Regions from separate parts of the Mus musculus genome. Here all the other regions are linked to region 5. Evidence: chromatin contacts called from public HiCAR-type and promoter capture Hi-C data. All regions are on one chromosome and are shown on one strand. Each heading gives the region's core, a stretch centred on a gene start, on an enhancer-like site or on the middle of the called end of the contact. The rest is flanking DNA. Distances are from core to core; before and after follow the strand shown. Region 1 has its middle 29 kb from the start of Gm35204. Region 2 holds the start of Spats1 (spermatogenesis associated, serine-rich 1). Region 3 holds the start of B230354K17Rik (RIKEN cDNA B230354K17 gene). Region 4 has its middle 6.5 kb from the start of Gm35204. Region 5 holds the start of Enpp5 (ectonucleotide pyrophosphatase/phosphodiesterase 5).

The links. Promoter capture Hi-C pulls out the DNA fragments that hold promoters and counts their contacts. HiCAR-type assays count read pairs that join an accessible place to other places.
Region 1: a promoter capture Hi-C map of hippocampal neurons shows a contact between it and region 5, with 5 times the contacts expected there. The contact joins the enhancer-like site here to the promoter of Enpp5 in region 5. A contact is called at or near these places in 8 of 39 promoter capture datasets (the 3T3-L1 cell line, 3T3-L1-derived adipocytes, the C10 cell line and 5 more) and 3 of 9 other capture datasets (adipose tissue, embryonic stem cells and liver).
Region 2: a contact with region 5 is called in a HiCAR-type map of astrocytes, with 5 times the contacts expected there. The contact joins the promoter of Spats1 here to the promoter of Enpp5 in region 5. A contact is called at or near these places in 4 of 39 promoter capture datasets (cranial neural crest, frontonasal cranial neural crest, hippocampal neurons and 1 more) and 1 of 115 datasets of contacts at active chromatin or transcription factors (astrocytes).
Region 3: a promoter capture Hi-C map of hippocampal neurons shows a contact between it and region 5, with 7 times the contacts expected there. The contact joins the promoter of B230354K17Rik here to the promoter of Enpp5 in region 5. A contact is called at or near these places in 12 of 39 promoter capture datasets (the 3T3-L1 cell line, 3T3-L1-derived adipocytes, the HPC-7 cell line and 7 more), 2 of 115 datasets of contacts at active chromatin or transcription factors (large pre-B cells and thymic regulatory T cells) and 2 of 9 other capture datasets (adipose tissue and liver).
Region 4: a contact with region 5 is called in a promoter capture Hi-C map of the HPC-7 cell line, with 9 times the contacts expected there. The contact joins the enhancer-like site here to the promoter of Enpp5 in region 5. A contact is called at or near these places in 10 of 39 promoter capture datasets (the 3T3-L1 cell line, 3T3-L1-derived adipocytes, the C10 cell line and 6 more) and 1 of 115 datasets of contacts at active chromatin or transcription factors (embryonic forebrain).

The regions. Positions count from the first base shown.
Region 1 is chr17:45,325,716-45,328,415 of GRCm38.p6, forward strand. No RefSeq gene overlaps it. Among named protein-coding and RNA genes, the nearest start is that of Gm35204, 29 kb to the left of the region's middle. Within about 2 kb of position 1,271, at least 21 of the 459 cell types and tissues checked have an H3K27ac peak or open chromatin away from gene starts, as enhancers often do. A contact at or near this core is called in hippocampal neurons, where this site is marked.
Region 2 is chr17:45,473,563-45,476,262 of GRCm38.p6, forward strand. Spats1 (spermatogenesis associated, serine-rich 1) reads right to left here and starts at 1,376. Exons shown (of 8, transcript NM_027649.3): 1 at 1,237-1,376. The coding sequence starts at 1,252.
Region 3 is chr17:45,432,512-45,435,216 of GRCm38.p6, forward strand. B230354K17Rik (RIKEN cDNA B230354K17 gene) reads left to right here and starts at 1,320. Exons shown (of 3, transcript NR_130961.1): 1 at 1,320-1,716. It overlaps Cdc5l (cell division cycle 5-like (S. pombe)), which reads right to left and starts at 1,196. Exons shown (of 16, transcript NM_152810.2): 1 at 880-1,196. The coding sequence starts at 924.
Region 4 is chr17:45,290,169-45,292,868 of GRCm38.p6, forward strand. No RefSeq gene overlaps it. Among named protein-coding and RNA genes, the nearest start is that of Gm35204, 6.5 kb to the right of the region's middle. Within about 2 kb of position 1,378, at least 4 of the 459 cell types and tissues checked have an H3K27ac peak or open chromatin away from gene starts, as enhancers often do. A contact at or near this core is called in the HPC-7 cell line, where this site is marked.
Region 5 is chr17:44,077,400-44,080,099 of GRCm38.p6, forward strand. It overlaps Enpp5 (ectonucleotide pyrophosphatase/phosphodiesterase 5), which reads left to right and starts at 1,403. Exons shown (of 4, transcript NM_032003.3): 1 at 1,403-1,583.

The sequences.
Region 1 (2,700 bases), core at 21-2,520, 1.2 Mb after region 5:
CTACTACCAGTGCAGGTAAAACCAGGACTCTGTAGGACAGTTCAGGGCTGTTTTGTTTGTTTGTTTGTTTGTTTGTTTGTTTTAAGACAGAAGACTCCTCTTTGTAGCCCAAGCTAGCCCTGATCCCATAATCCCCCATTTCCGCTTCCCGCATGTGTAGGATAATAGCTACATCCCAAGGCTAAGCTAAGCCAGATTTTCTCTTTTGTTTATGTCCGTAGGCTTGATGTTCATTTGTGTGTGCATACAGTTGGGTCAGAAGAGGATGTTGAGTGTCTTTCTAAAATCATCTATTTGCCTCATTCCCTTGAGATGGGATCCCTCCAAGAACATGGAGCTAGGTTGCCAGGCAGCAAGGCTCAATATCCCTGAGTCTCCAATCCCCTGCCCATTGCTGCAGTTATAGGCTTGAGTGTAACCACACCCACCTTTTTTACACAGATGCTGGGGGTTCACACTCAGCCCCTTTGTGCTTTAGAAGCAAGAGCCCTTACCCACCGAAGCAGCTTTAGGAGAGTTCGGCTCCGTGGCTATGCACAGCCTATCAAAGAAACAGGAAACCCCAGATCTCAGACTCCAGGCCACAGGACCGGGCAGAAACACCCCCACCTCTGTAGAACGGAAAGGCCCAGAGACCTGAGCAGGTACAGATGTCCTTTTTCAAGCATGCTTTCGCTACTCAACTCCAGATAGCTCTTCTTAATGAGAACATGAACATAGGGTTGCCATGGTACCAGTTATCCATAAAGAGGCCAGGACATCTGGATGTGATATTTCCCGGGTTTGGTGTTTTTTTTTTTTTTAAGTGTCACCATGTGGAGCATTTGGTAGAGAAAGACACTAAAATAACTCAATAACTTAATATCTATCCAGCACAATCCTGGGAAATCGTTACTACAATTATCTCCGCTTTATGTTGAAGAAACTGAGGCCCAAAGTTATCCATGGAAAAGCAGAGTAGGGAGAAGCCCAGCACGGGAGGGGTTAAAGCAGAAAATATAGACCCTTGTGTTGAATAAAAGGAGACAGAGCCAATTTTTCCTACCATAACAGTAAATTGGCCCCAAATTAAGCCAATACCCAGTTCTTATTGCTTCTGCAAAGAATTAATAAACCATGACATCTTCTGAAATGGGGGAGGCCAGCTGCTCGGGGACATGTCAGAAAGCTTTTTACGGGCTTGGAGATGTTCTGCCTTAGCGAGTTAACGGAGTCCACCACAAGCACGCAGAGAGGGAAAGTGCCCGCTCCCAGCTGGGCTCAGAACTCTTCCCACCGCCAGGAGCCAGGCCATGCAGTAGCTGACTCTCCGGGGCGTTAATGGCTGCGGCCTCCCAGAGAACACTCTGGAATATTTTAGGTTTATATTTTGCAGATGGTGTGCCAAGTCCTTCCCTCATTTTGCCTATTAGATGGCTAGTTTCCTTTTCCTAGTTAAGGGATTAACTAGAATTATCAGTGATCATAAGCTTCTCCCACAGGCAGGTCAAAGGAAATGAATGGAAACTGTGGCAATAAGAGCGCCGGGCAGACCCACAGAAGCACGCCTGCCTGGAGAGTTCTCCCTGGCACTGCAGGCCAGCTAGCAAGGGGGATGCAGGCTGAGCTAGAGATTTCCACAGGGCTCCGCTCAGAGCGCAGCTTACAGGCAAAGTCTCCAGGGACATCAGGGAGCCAGGTGAGATCTTGGCGGTGGGAAGTATCAGAAACTCGGACTTAAAGGAGGAGAGGGAGTTTCCAAATATTCTACTCTCACTCTTTCATTGCCGGGTGGGGGCAAGAAAATTGGGAAAGCGAGAAGTGATCGCCGAAGGGTCCCATGGCTAAATAACAGCAGAGATGAAACTGAGCCTGGGTCCCAGCCCTTGATGCCCAACCTAGATCCCTAGAGATAAGACCACACACTGTTCCGGTTCTCAGTTCAATGACCTATAAAATGAATCTCAGAGCATCACACTTCCATCATATATATCATATATGGTCTCCCTGGTCTTTGTGACAGGATGCCTATTAAGGACCACGACTTCCCTGTCTTTATCTGGGAATGCTCTCTGTATGAGCTCGAACCTAGGTGGCCTTGGTTAATGTTGAGAGACTGGTAACGATTCAACTCTAAGAGGTTGAGGTTTATCTCCTGTATAACGCATCTCTGGGATGTGTTTGACATGATGCTTCCGTGTCACAGGACGGTGTCATTACTGCAACTGTCACAGAGGGAAAGAGGAAAACTGGGCCCTTAGAGCCACATCAAAATTAGCAGATGCTGTTTGCTTATACTAAATGGCGAGCGTCCACTGATGTATGTATAATATGAATAAGTATTCCTTGTATGTTTCTGTCAGTGTGAGCATCTCATAACGAATAGTCACATTTCCACAGTGCGGCGAGGGATGGCGTTCGGCTGACACAGTCAAAGGGATGAATAGCACCCTCAAGTTCACTCCTAAAACAGAGTGTGACCATGACACTTGGCATTCATTCAATGCCACCATTCATAGCCATAACACTGGGCAGCTGCCTGTCTGCGCTGATGGAATGTTCTAGACTTTGGTGGCAGAGAAGTCAAGAAAACACCATCCTTTTGCTCTCAAGGATGAGACTGAAGATGGTATTGCCACAAAACAAAGCAACTGTCACTGCAAGGGAGGAATGAAGAGAGCTGGGTTAGCCAAAGGCACACACACCCTGTCCCACCACAGA
Region 2 (2,700 bases), core at 126-2,625, 1.4 Mb after region 5:
TCCTCGTGCCTGCCTGTCCTGCACAAGCACTGCACGTGTGCAAGCGCCAGCTTAGCTCCTCTTTTTGATGGAAGTCTCTGACTGATCAGATCTCAAATGTAGACATGAGCTCATTGTGTGTAGCCCCTAACTATCTGCCTTAGCTTGGATCTGCAATGCTCTCCAAAAACCCATGTTTTAAAGATTTAGCTCCCAGTCTGTCATACTGTTGGGATGATGGGACTGTTTTAAAAGTCAGAGGGCATGGAGGTGGAGAGAGTTAGAACCCTTGATGCTCTTGCAGGGGGGGGCGGGACTTCTATCCCCAGCACCACGTGGTGGTTCACAGCCATCCATAACTCCAGTTCCCGGGTATCCAACGCCCTCTTCTACCTTCTGCAGGCACCAGACGCAAACTCAGTATACATACATACAAACAGGCAGGCAAAACATACATAAATAAAATAAAGACAACTTTAAAAAAATAAGAAGTCTTGGGTCGTTGGGGTGCCTCTGAGTGAAAGAGTGGGACCACAGCCATCCCTTTTACTCGTCATTATTTCTTGACTAAGAGGGAGACGCTTTGATGATTGCCACTATGATATGCCACCAGAGGGCCAAAGCAACAGGACCTTGACCATGAGCCACACCTGGAATGTCGGGGGCCTGTGAAGCAAAAGATGGAGAATTCCGGGCTACTCTGGGCTACATATGAGGTAGCAGTGCTTAGTCTTTAAAAAAAAAAAAAAAAAAAAAACCTATAAAGCTATGAGTCCAATAAACCTTTTCTCTCCATAAGCTTATACACCCATCCAACCTTTTGATTTCCCAGAACTCAATTGTATTTCTTTTCCACCTTAGTCATGCCCAAGTCGCTTTTCTCTGGAACCTTCTGCCGCTCTCTAGTACAGGCCGCTCTTGAGACAGAGGGAAGTTGGCGGACGGGATTGCCATATCCAGTATTCATGGGCTCACCAGTTCACACAGTGAAAAGCAATCGGACCCAAAAGGTGCTTGTTAGAAAGGCTATCATTCAAAACCAACAGACCCCATAAGTCATTGAAATTCAAGAGGCAGCGCAAGGGAAAAACCTAAATCTCACTGGACCTCCTAGCGGTGTTCACGGGTTTGAATGTCCTGCCCACTCCTCCTCCTCCTGACTCAGGGCTCCCGAAAGTACTCGCCCCGCCCCGTCCTTGGGTCTCCTTTCCACCTCTGAGTCCCACCCTACTTCCCTGGGGGAAGCCCTTCATCTACCCTTGGAAGACTCCATGGAGGATGTGGCCCAGATCAACGCACCAACTGGCAGCGGAACTGCCAAATACCAGGATGCAAAGCGAAAGCAAGGGCGTCTACCACCGCCTGCAAGGCTCGGTCCAGGGTTGCCAGGACAACGCGCCACTTCCCGCGAGCTGGCGCGCTACTCTTGACGCACCTATCTTCCTGCACCCGGCGCTCCGGCCTGGGTTGAGGATGGAGGTCTCAGACCTCAGAGCTGCAGAACCTCAGGATTTTGTTTTAGTTTGCGGCTCTTTTCCAACAACTGTCATTGCTACTTCTGTCACCTCGGGTGGCCGTGTGCGGTGCACCCTCTACAGAGCTTGCAGATGTCGGTGTAGAATTGGCATCCTGATTAGACAGGATTCACCCACCACTTACCGCTCCTTTTTCTGGGCCAGGCGCCCTGCTGGATGCTGTCTTGCCTCAGCAGCCAGCTGCGTTTTTCAAAATAGAAAACTGACTTTGAACAAAGGCTCGTTCAAGGTCATCCAGAAAACAGATTCACTCCCAAGTTCCACCCTTACAAAGCTATCTTTCTCTCCATGGTATAGACTGAAATTTATCTTTCTAACCCTTTCCCTAATAAATCTCACATAGAAACGCCCCCCATCCCAAGCTTAGTCTCTAAATTTATATTGAGACCTGGTTTGGGGGCTGGGCAGTGGTGGCACACGCCTTTAATCCCAGCACTTGGGAGGCTGGCTGAGGCAGGCAGATTTCTGAGTTTGAGGCCAGCCTGGTCTACAGAGTGAGTTCCAGGACAGCCAGGGCTACACAGAGAAACCCTGTCTCAAAAAAAAAAAAAAAAACAAAAAAAGAAGGAGGAGGAGGAGGAGGAAAAGAGAGAGAGTAATTAATATAATTATTCATATTTACTTGTGTGCTGTATGCATGTGCGTGCACATGTATCAGGGACTCACTTGCCCATGCATTTGTATATGTCAGGTGTCTTCCTCCGTTGCTCTCTGCCTTACATTTTTGAAATAAGGTTCTTGCTGAACCCGGAGTTCACTGTTACAGCAAGGAGTCCCAGGGAACTACCTATCTCTGTCCCACCAGCTTATAGATGTGCCATATGGCTTTTAGTAGGTCCTGGGGTTTGAACTCAGGTCCTCGGCTTGTGCAGAAAGCACGTTACCCACTGAACCCTCTCCACAGAGTGGTTCTGTTGTTAGTAATTGCATTGATTGCAAAAGAAACAACAGAAGGAGTATAGAAATCTTGAAACTGAGCTAGCCAAATATTGCTTAGACGGAGTAGATCCTCTCCAGGCCACGCCCTAACTGAGGAGTCATCCAATAGGAGACGGCCACTGGGGTTATAAAAAAGAAGCCAGAGCTGGACAGTGGTGGCACACACTTTTAATCCCAGCACTCTGGAGGCAAAGGCAGGTGGGTCTCTGTGAGTTTAAGGCCAGCCTGATCTACAGAGCGAGTTCTA
Region 3 (2,705 bases), core at 70-2,569, 1.4 Mb after region 5:
CCACACAAAAGTGCTTGTGAAAACAAAGCTGTAGTAAATGAAAAATAGGTGCCACCAAACCACTAAACAACTAACTCTCAACGGGACGACCAACGAATGGGCCAGGAGGACTCTAAGAAGTGTTCTCAGCTAAGTTTGGAGCATGTTCAGAAAGATGCCAAAGCAATAAGGAGCTATCTCAAGAACGCACAAGACAGACGGAAAGGTGCTCATACATTCGGCGCACTCGATTAAATGCACGTTAACTTAATTTCTATTTTACTTCCTTCCTTCTGCTGTTCCGCTCACCGTGACATAATCTACAACATTTCTGGACGCAAACACCACCGTAGGTAAGTTTGTCCTAACTGGCTTCTATCCCGGCAAGGGTGGCGTGACTGGAAAGGTAAGAGAAAGGACCCAGGTCCTAAGATAAGCAGAGAGGTGCAGACGTAAACGGGCAGCCTGTCCGGCTGTAAAGAAGTCACGGAAAAAACAAAGTTGCAGCCACAACGGCTTCTAACAGAGCGAAGCGCTGTGCACGAGCTGAGATCGAAAGGAGCTGGAGAAACACCAGGCTCCGGGGGAGGTCCGGTCGGCGGCCACCGGGCTGCAGAAGACACCGAGGGGGCGCGTCCCTAACTGATCAAATAAGTGATCAAGGGCCTAGCAAATGCCAAGCGAGGAGCGCCGGGCGACAAGTCGCGACCTCGCCCCCGGGGTGAGCCAGGTGACCCGAGCCCGCACCCATGCACCGCGAGGGTCCCCGGGGTCCGCGCAGTCGCCGCCCCGCACCGCAGACCCCCGCGGGACAGCCACGGCTCCCGGAGCTTCCCCGCGCGTGCGCACACGCTACCAGAGCCGGCGGAGGGCTGCGGACGGCGGGAAAAGCTGCCTCACCTCCGTGTTCCTCCACACTCCCCCTTTGATCATAATCCGGGGCATCTTAGCGGCAGAGTGTCCCGGCAAGGGAGCCGAGGAGAGCTTCGAGAAAGTAGTAACGGCGCTCCGGGCACGGGACGCAAAAGGCCACTTCCTCCCAAGAGCGACCTTCTGCTTTGAAGAGCTCTGCGCAGGCGCGGCGTGGGCAGCCCCGGGAAATCTCGCGAGATCTTAGCGGCCGAAGGCAAAAGACGCGGGCGGCCAGGCTGCAACCTTAAGACTGATGGAGACTAATCAAACCGCAGGTGCCAAGGCGCCCGACGTGTCGCGCGCAGGTCCGAGACTAGGGTGAAGGAAAACAAAACTCTCGCGAGATGCCAGAGTTGGAACTTGACCGGGAACGCAGTGAAGGGATTGGTCCTGACGTCACGCGGAGGGCAGTGCCGGGGGTGGGGAATAAATGTGAGGGGTGTGGCGTTCCTCAGCACGCTTGGTCCCCAGGGAGCGCTGTTTGTTTGTTTGTTTGCTTGTTTGTTTGTCTGTTTGTTTAACGGAGCGCTGCGCTGGGCATCCCGGCGACCGACGAGGACTTCGCTGAGTCCTCGGGGAGATGCAAACGAGTCCGTTCTCTTTCTAGGAGCTCCAACTCGCAGCGCCAAGCGCCGAGGATGCCGGACGGACTCAAGATCCTAACTCTAACCTGAGGGACTGAGCGACTGCTCGCCCCAAAGTGTTCGCTCTCCTTCCTGGAAGAGCCACAAGGGGTTCGAGGCGACGCCCTAGGGACCCTTGGGAAGCGTCACGTCAGCCGCTTTCCCTCATCCCTCGCTGTTGGGTGTCTGTGGAACAAACTCGGTGAGTTGCGGGAGTCTCGCCCCTGGAATCCGGGGTCGTCCTCTGAAGAGTGGAACAAACAACTTGTTCATCAAATCAGAGGGCGGCTGCGAGTCCACAAAGTCTCGGTGAAGTGGAAATTGTCAGACTCTCTGCCATCTCCTCTCTCTTTTCCCACGCAGATTTCTCCACTATTCCAGAGCAATTAATTACTTGGTGTCACCCCAGGTCCCTAGGGAAAGATTTTATTCCGTGCATAGCGGCTCTGGTTTGTTGTCACTGTTCATGCTTCCGTTTGCCCCTTCTAGAAGACATGACGGATTTTCCGATTCGATTTTTGTTACGATTTTTTTCCTTGAAATAGGAAATTGTATCAAAATATCACTGCTTTCAGTTGAGAGGGAGGTAGTGTAGTGTTATGAAGAACACTTGGGTTTAGTGACCTACAATCTCATTTCACTCCTGTCATCTGACAGGATGACAGGTTAACAAGCCATTTTCTGCCTCTGGTACTCTTTGCAATGCTCTCTTGTAAAGATGTGTAACCATTACCTCCTGCCAACATCACTTAGTTGTATGGTTTTTATCCCACACACCCAGGTCACACACCATTTGGTTGACCAGATCAAAGCAAATCTGAACACTCCTCTCTGGGGATCTTAACGCTAGGATCCAAAAGAGGTCAGTGTTTCTGCTAGCTGATAAGCCTCTAACCTACCAATTGTGTGGCACCTAACAATTGTATTTTGAACTACATGGTCCCTGGATCTAGAACATTCCCAAGTCGTAACTACTTCCATATCCCCCTTTTGGATTTAGTCATTGAAGTTAGCTTTCCATTATTTGTAATCGAGAGGCCTAATAAATCCACAGTTGAACCAGTCCTCTTTCACATAGGCTATTCCAAAGGATCATGACAGTGACTTCTTCCACTCAACATTCTGTCATCTTTATGCTAACTTTAAAAAAGGTATCTCTTCCTTAAAACATGTTAATGTCACCTGCTAGAA
Region 4 (2,700 bases), core at 128-2,627, 1.2 Mb after region 5:
CCGCACCATGTCTGCTTTCTTCTCTCTGCCTCCACTCACCCCAACACCACCAACTCTGTGCTGCATTCTGCCTCCAGCAGAAGGCCAGAGATGAATTATTCTCCATCCCTGAAGTTGGCCTCTGTAGGGAATCCAGAAAACAAGTCATCATGTAGGGGCAGTGAGGTCAGCCAACAGAGCCAACTTCAAGAGGTTCTGTCCTCCTTGTCACCAAAGTCTTCAAGTCTACAAGAGAGATAAGAGGCTCCTACCTCAGCCCACAAGCAAGAACCTTACACACACGCCCACAGCTCTCCTTCCCCACAGACATGTCAATCACCAAGGGTCTCGGGCACATGTATCCTCTTATTGCCTCTCCAGTCATGGCTGAAGACCATCAGATCGGACTACTTTCTCTAAAGGTCTCTGAAGGGCTCAGGTTAGTAGCTGATGGTTAAAAACAGCTCAGATCAACTCATGTTGTACTGGAAGGCTTCCTGGAAAAACTAGAACCAAGGGACTTAATAAGGAACAGAGCAAGCCTGTGATCTTAAATGGCTGATCAAACTAAGACACTGATCTCTCAACCTTTACAAACCCAACACCCATGGGAGCTTTGGGTGCAATTCCAAGGGTCACCCTTTATACCGTATACCTTGGGGTGACTCCAGAGGGTACCACCTCCATAGCATGTACACTTTTGATGGCTCACATTGGTACCATGTGGGTGGCCTGCTAAGAACGCTCACTTTAGCCCACCAGAACCTGAGTGAAGGAGGGGAAAGGGCTGTTGCCTCACTCCTTGGAAACCCTTGACTGCAGCCCCGCTTACCCTAACTCATTCCCCCAAACAGGAGCTGTTATCTGGTCCTACCAGCCCGCGAGATTGCCAGTAGAGGGTCAAGGGCATTATTCGTTTCTCAAGCCAGTCTCGATGCTCCTGAGATTGAAAGAGAAACAAAGCCAGCCATGGTGCTGCCCACCTGTAATCTCAGTACTCAGAGGGCTGAGGCAGGAGAAGCCTCAAGTTCAAGGCCAGCCCCAGCTATGTAGAAAGGCCCTCTCAGAGCAAACTAAAACAAACAACAGAAAAAGAGGAACTCCCGCACATTAGACCAGGCCACCAGGTGCAAGCCATAACTGTCCCCAATTAAGCAGGACATATGTTTCCCCAATCTATGTTCCTCCTGGTTTCCCCCTCTGGACCTAGCCCAGAGTGCTGTCCATAAGACACGTTGGAAAGAAAAGAAAAGAAAAAAACCAGAATATTTTCGTGCTTGCTGGAAATAGTTCCCTTTTATCCACTGGGTCATTCAGAAACCTCCATTGTTTGAGAGTAGCCTACTTTTTAAGAGTCAAAGAAAGCCAGGGCTTCCTTGGTCTCCCTTTTAGACCTGGGTCACTGGTTTCCTTTATCAATCAGGAGCATGAGAAAATGGTGAGTCTTCCATCTTGGAGTGTATCTAACACATTGCCAGGCCTCGTTTCCAGTGCTGGGATTGAGGAAAATGGTGGCAGGAAGTCCTTGTGCTATAGAACACAGTACAGGTACAAGGGAAAAAATTAAAAAAAAAAAAAAAAAAAAAGGTCAGGCGGCTACGTGGGAGGTTGTTTCCCTAATCACTATTCACTCTTTAAATCCACACTCAGCTGCCAAGTCAGTGGAAGTGGGCCTTACTGATTCCCAGTTTCTCCAAGAACCTGTTGCTTCATCCCCTGAGCCATCTCCATAAGACACGTTGGAAAGAAAAGAAAAAGCCATCTCCAAGAGTCAGAGCTGTAGATATTTCCCTCCAGTGTCTCCACATAAAAGGTATCTAGTGCTACATGTCCCGTCCCGTATACCTAGCCCCCACCACAGTAAAAGCCTGCCTGGCTTCCATGCCCTCCTGAAGCTCATTTTCTAACAGGAAACAGAAAATAATCATGAGGTAAAAATATATTGTATGCTAAGTGAATGCACATTAAATGAAAATAGAGCAGGAAAGCCAGACATTATAAGTGGCGGCTGGTGACAGTGTGAAAGATGGCGGTCAGGGTGGCTCTCATTGAGATGTGATTTGAACAAGGGAACAATTTATTATGAACTTTTCCATGACCTTGTCAAAGCAGGTTTCTCCAGATTTCAGAGGAGCAATGGGGAGATGCCGGAGGACCAGGCAGCTCCCCACAGTCTCAGACAAGCACAGATCAGCACAGGGGCACCACCTGCCCACCAGGTCCCGCCTCACTGAAACAAGAAGAGACTGTGGAAGCTTGTTCTATGCCTTACACATCAATAATGAGCTGTGTAAAGCAGGTTGTCCCTGTCTGGCCAGCTGTTTCTTTTGACAGGAACCTCCTTGATCTTAACACATTTCCTCCATGGATATTTCTATCCCAAGCCAAAGGATAGCTGGTCATGTTGGAGCTCTTAAAATTACATCCTGTGTAAGTGGGCACTTTCTCTGCTGACCCACAAAGCAGAGGACAGAGGCCAAACCCATCACCAGCTGAAAAGTGGTACCCATGGGGCCGTGAATCGTGTTCTCTGGTTTTGTTTGTGACTTGAACACAGCCCAACAGCTTGAAGACAGACCTACTGTCAGCCCTGGGGCTGGAGTCTGTGGGACAGTTCCCACCAGCCAGCCCATCAGAAATGACAGACAGTAGCCCAATACAAAGGGACTGTCAGTGACGCAAAGGGTGTCTTTTGGGGGTCAAAGCACATGCCTGCTTAGA
Region 5 (2,700 bases), core at 153-2,652:
AACTTCCATAAAAAGTTTGCAGAGCATGGCAGCCTGTCACGTGAGCAGAGCCTCCAATTCTCAATGACCCACATAGAAACAGGCCCATTCTCACCCCTGATTTTTTTTTCTTCCAGGTTTTCTTTCTTTGGAGTGAACAAGGAATTGGCTTCTTAGGCTGGGAGATAAGGACTTACTAGACTGAACCACCTCCTTCCAACTTTGAGCAGTTTCAAAGGTCAGGACTTGGGGCTTCGGAACAAGTTGTGCAGCTTCATGGTTTTGGGTCTGGCTACACGCAGAAACAACCTCCCTTTCCGCCTCCTTCCCACGTGTTGAAAATGATAAAAATCCCCATGGCAGAGTGCCCAAATGCCCTTCAGGGCAGTGCCGCCCAATTTAGCAAGTGCCCATGGCTAGAGTTGAGACTGTCCCCTCATTAGAAATACACCAAAGGCTAAGACCAAAGGGCTCAATTCCTTTACAGAACGTGGCTACAAACATCACAGCCCCAGCACACAGAACAGAAGACATTTGTTACAGACAGGCACCAAGGCCACAGCTGTGGATGCTTGTAGCCTTACCAGCTGATTAAATGTTGAAACTTCAGTTGTGACAATCAAGCAGATAATACTGCCTATTGCAGACAGATTTGGTTAGCTGAAGCTTTCAGGTGCTACTGCTTGGAGGATAGGAGTGGGGAGTGCCTGCGTGGCCAACTTATAATAAGATGCAAACACTTGGAAGTCACACATTGGGCTTCAGAACAGACTAGATTCCCAAAGCCTTCCATAGAGGAAATACTTGACACCAGCTATTCATGAACAAAAGATTCATGAGGGCTAAGGATATTCTTCAGTTGAGAGAGTGCTCAGCTGGCATCCAGGAAAACCTGGGTTTAATTCCCAGCACCTCATAAAACCTGGCATGGTGATACATGCCTGTAATCCCCAGAATTTAGGAAGTTGGAGCAGGAAGGTACTAGGACTGAGGTAATGCTGGGCTACAAACTGAGTTCCACACTATGGTGAGCTAAATGAGACCCTGTTTCGAATTATTAACACCATCTCATGGCAAGCTTGGATATTCTGATGTCCCTCCTTCAATTAAAGCTTACTGAGTGACGTCATCAGTTTATGATAAAGGAAGAAGAAAACTCAGAAGAGATGGTAGAATAAAATTAGCTTATAATGAACATGAGTTTCAGATCTCCAACCACTGGGATAGCACACTAAAGTCCCTCAATATCACGGACACAACAGGCCTACCAGGGCAGTTCTGAGTGACAAGAGCCCCCAGCCACCCATCCCTATCCCCAAACCTGGCCACCAAGTCCCCCTCCTTCAAACCCACGCAGCGCCCGCCCCCCTGCTTCCGCTAATTGACAGGCAGCACAGCTACTCCTAGGAGCGGATTTTTCACCCTGGTAACAGTGACAAGCTGGCGGGAGCCAATGGCGTTCCAGCAGCGGGGCGGGCTGCAGCGACGAGTCAGGTGCTCTGCGCTGAGGCTGCGTGCAGGTGAGCGAACAGGATCCTACAGTGCCCCTTGTTTCTGCCTCCTCTTGGTCCCAAACGTTCCAGGACAGATCTGTCTCAGCGCGGGTGAGTCCCCGGAGAAGGGTGGCCTGCCTCCAGAGGCCCACACTGGGGCTGTCACCGGCCAGCGGGGCGGGGAGGCCTAGCAACCCCGTAGAGAAGAGGCGACGCACCCACCCACCCTGGCAAACACCCTGACATAAGCCCACTCCTCTGCTCTTTGATTGGTGCGCCTGTTTGCTTAGGTTGGGGCGGGGTGGGGGTGGGGGAGGCTGGAGAGAGGAAGGACTGGAAAGGCCAGGGCGATTTCAATCGAGATCTAGAGAGTTTCAGGGCTCCGTGCTGTTTCTGCGTGGAGAAATGAGAGATTTGTCCTTTTTTCCTCATCCCCACCCCCACCTGCGTTGTGGCACCCATGTAATTATGTTGCTTCTTATTATCGAACATCCCCGAGCTTTAGACAGAGCCTCATACTTCGCTTCAGTTTGCCCCAAGAAAACAGTTGTCTTCTATTTACCTCAATTAACTAAAATAGATGGGAAAAAAATCATATGTTCCGTGCAACTGATTCTTTCTTGGCATTAAATTGTATTTGGTTGATAATAATTTCCTTCGTGTTAGTGAGATGGGAGAGAAAATTGGGGGAAAGAAAAGAAAAGAGGGAAGAAACAGGGATCAGTCATTTGCAGTTTCCTGCATACATTTAATTCCCCGTCATGGCCATTATTAATGTTGCTCCCAGAATGAGTGGCATTCAAGATACAATAGTAAATTTAAGTTTGGAATCAGTCATTGTCTTGAGACCAATGTCCAAAACAGTTTCTAGTCTGGATGAAACCACAGTTTAAAAAAGCAAATCTAACCTTAAGCTCATATGCATCCTTTGCATACAGCTTATGGTTCTGAAAACAAAGCCAGCCTGCCTCATAGGTTACATCTGCCCATTCCTAGACCATAGCAAGGCAAGTCAGAGCCACATGCACACATTCCACACATGTACACATATCACACACATCACACATGCACACATATCACACACATCACACATGCACACACATCACACATGCACACACAATCACACATGCACACATCCCACACATACACATATCACACATACACACACACATCACACATGCACACATACCATACATACACATACCACACATACCACACATGCACACAC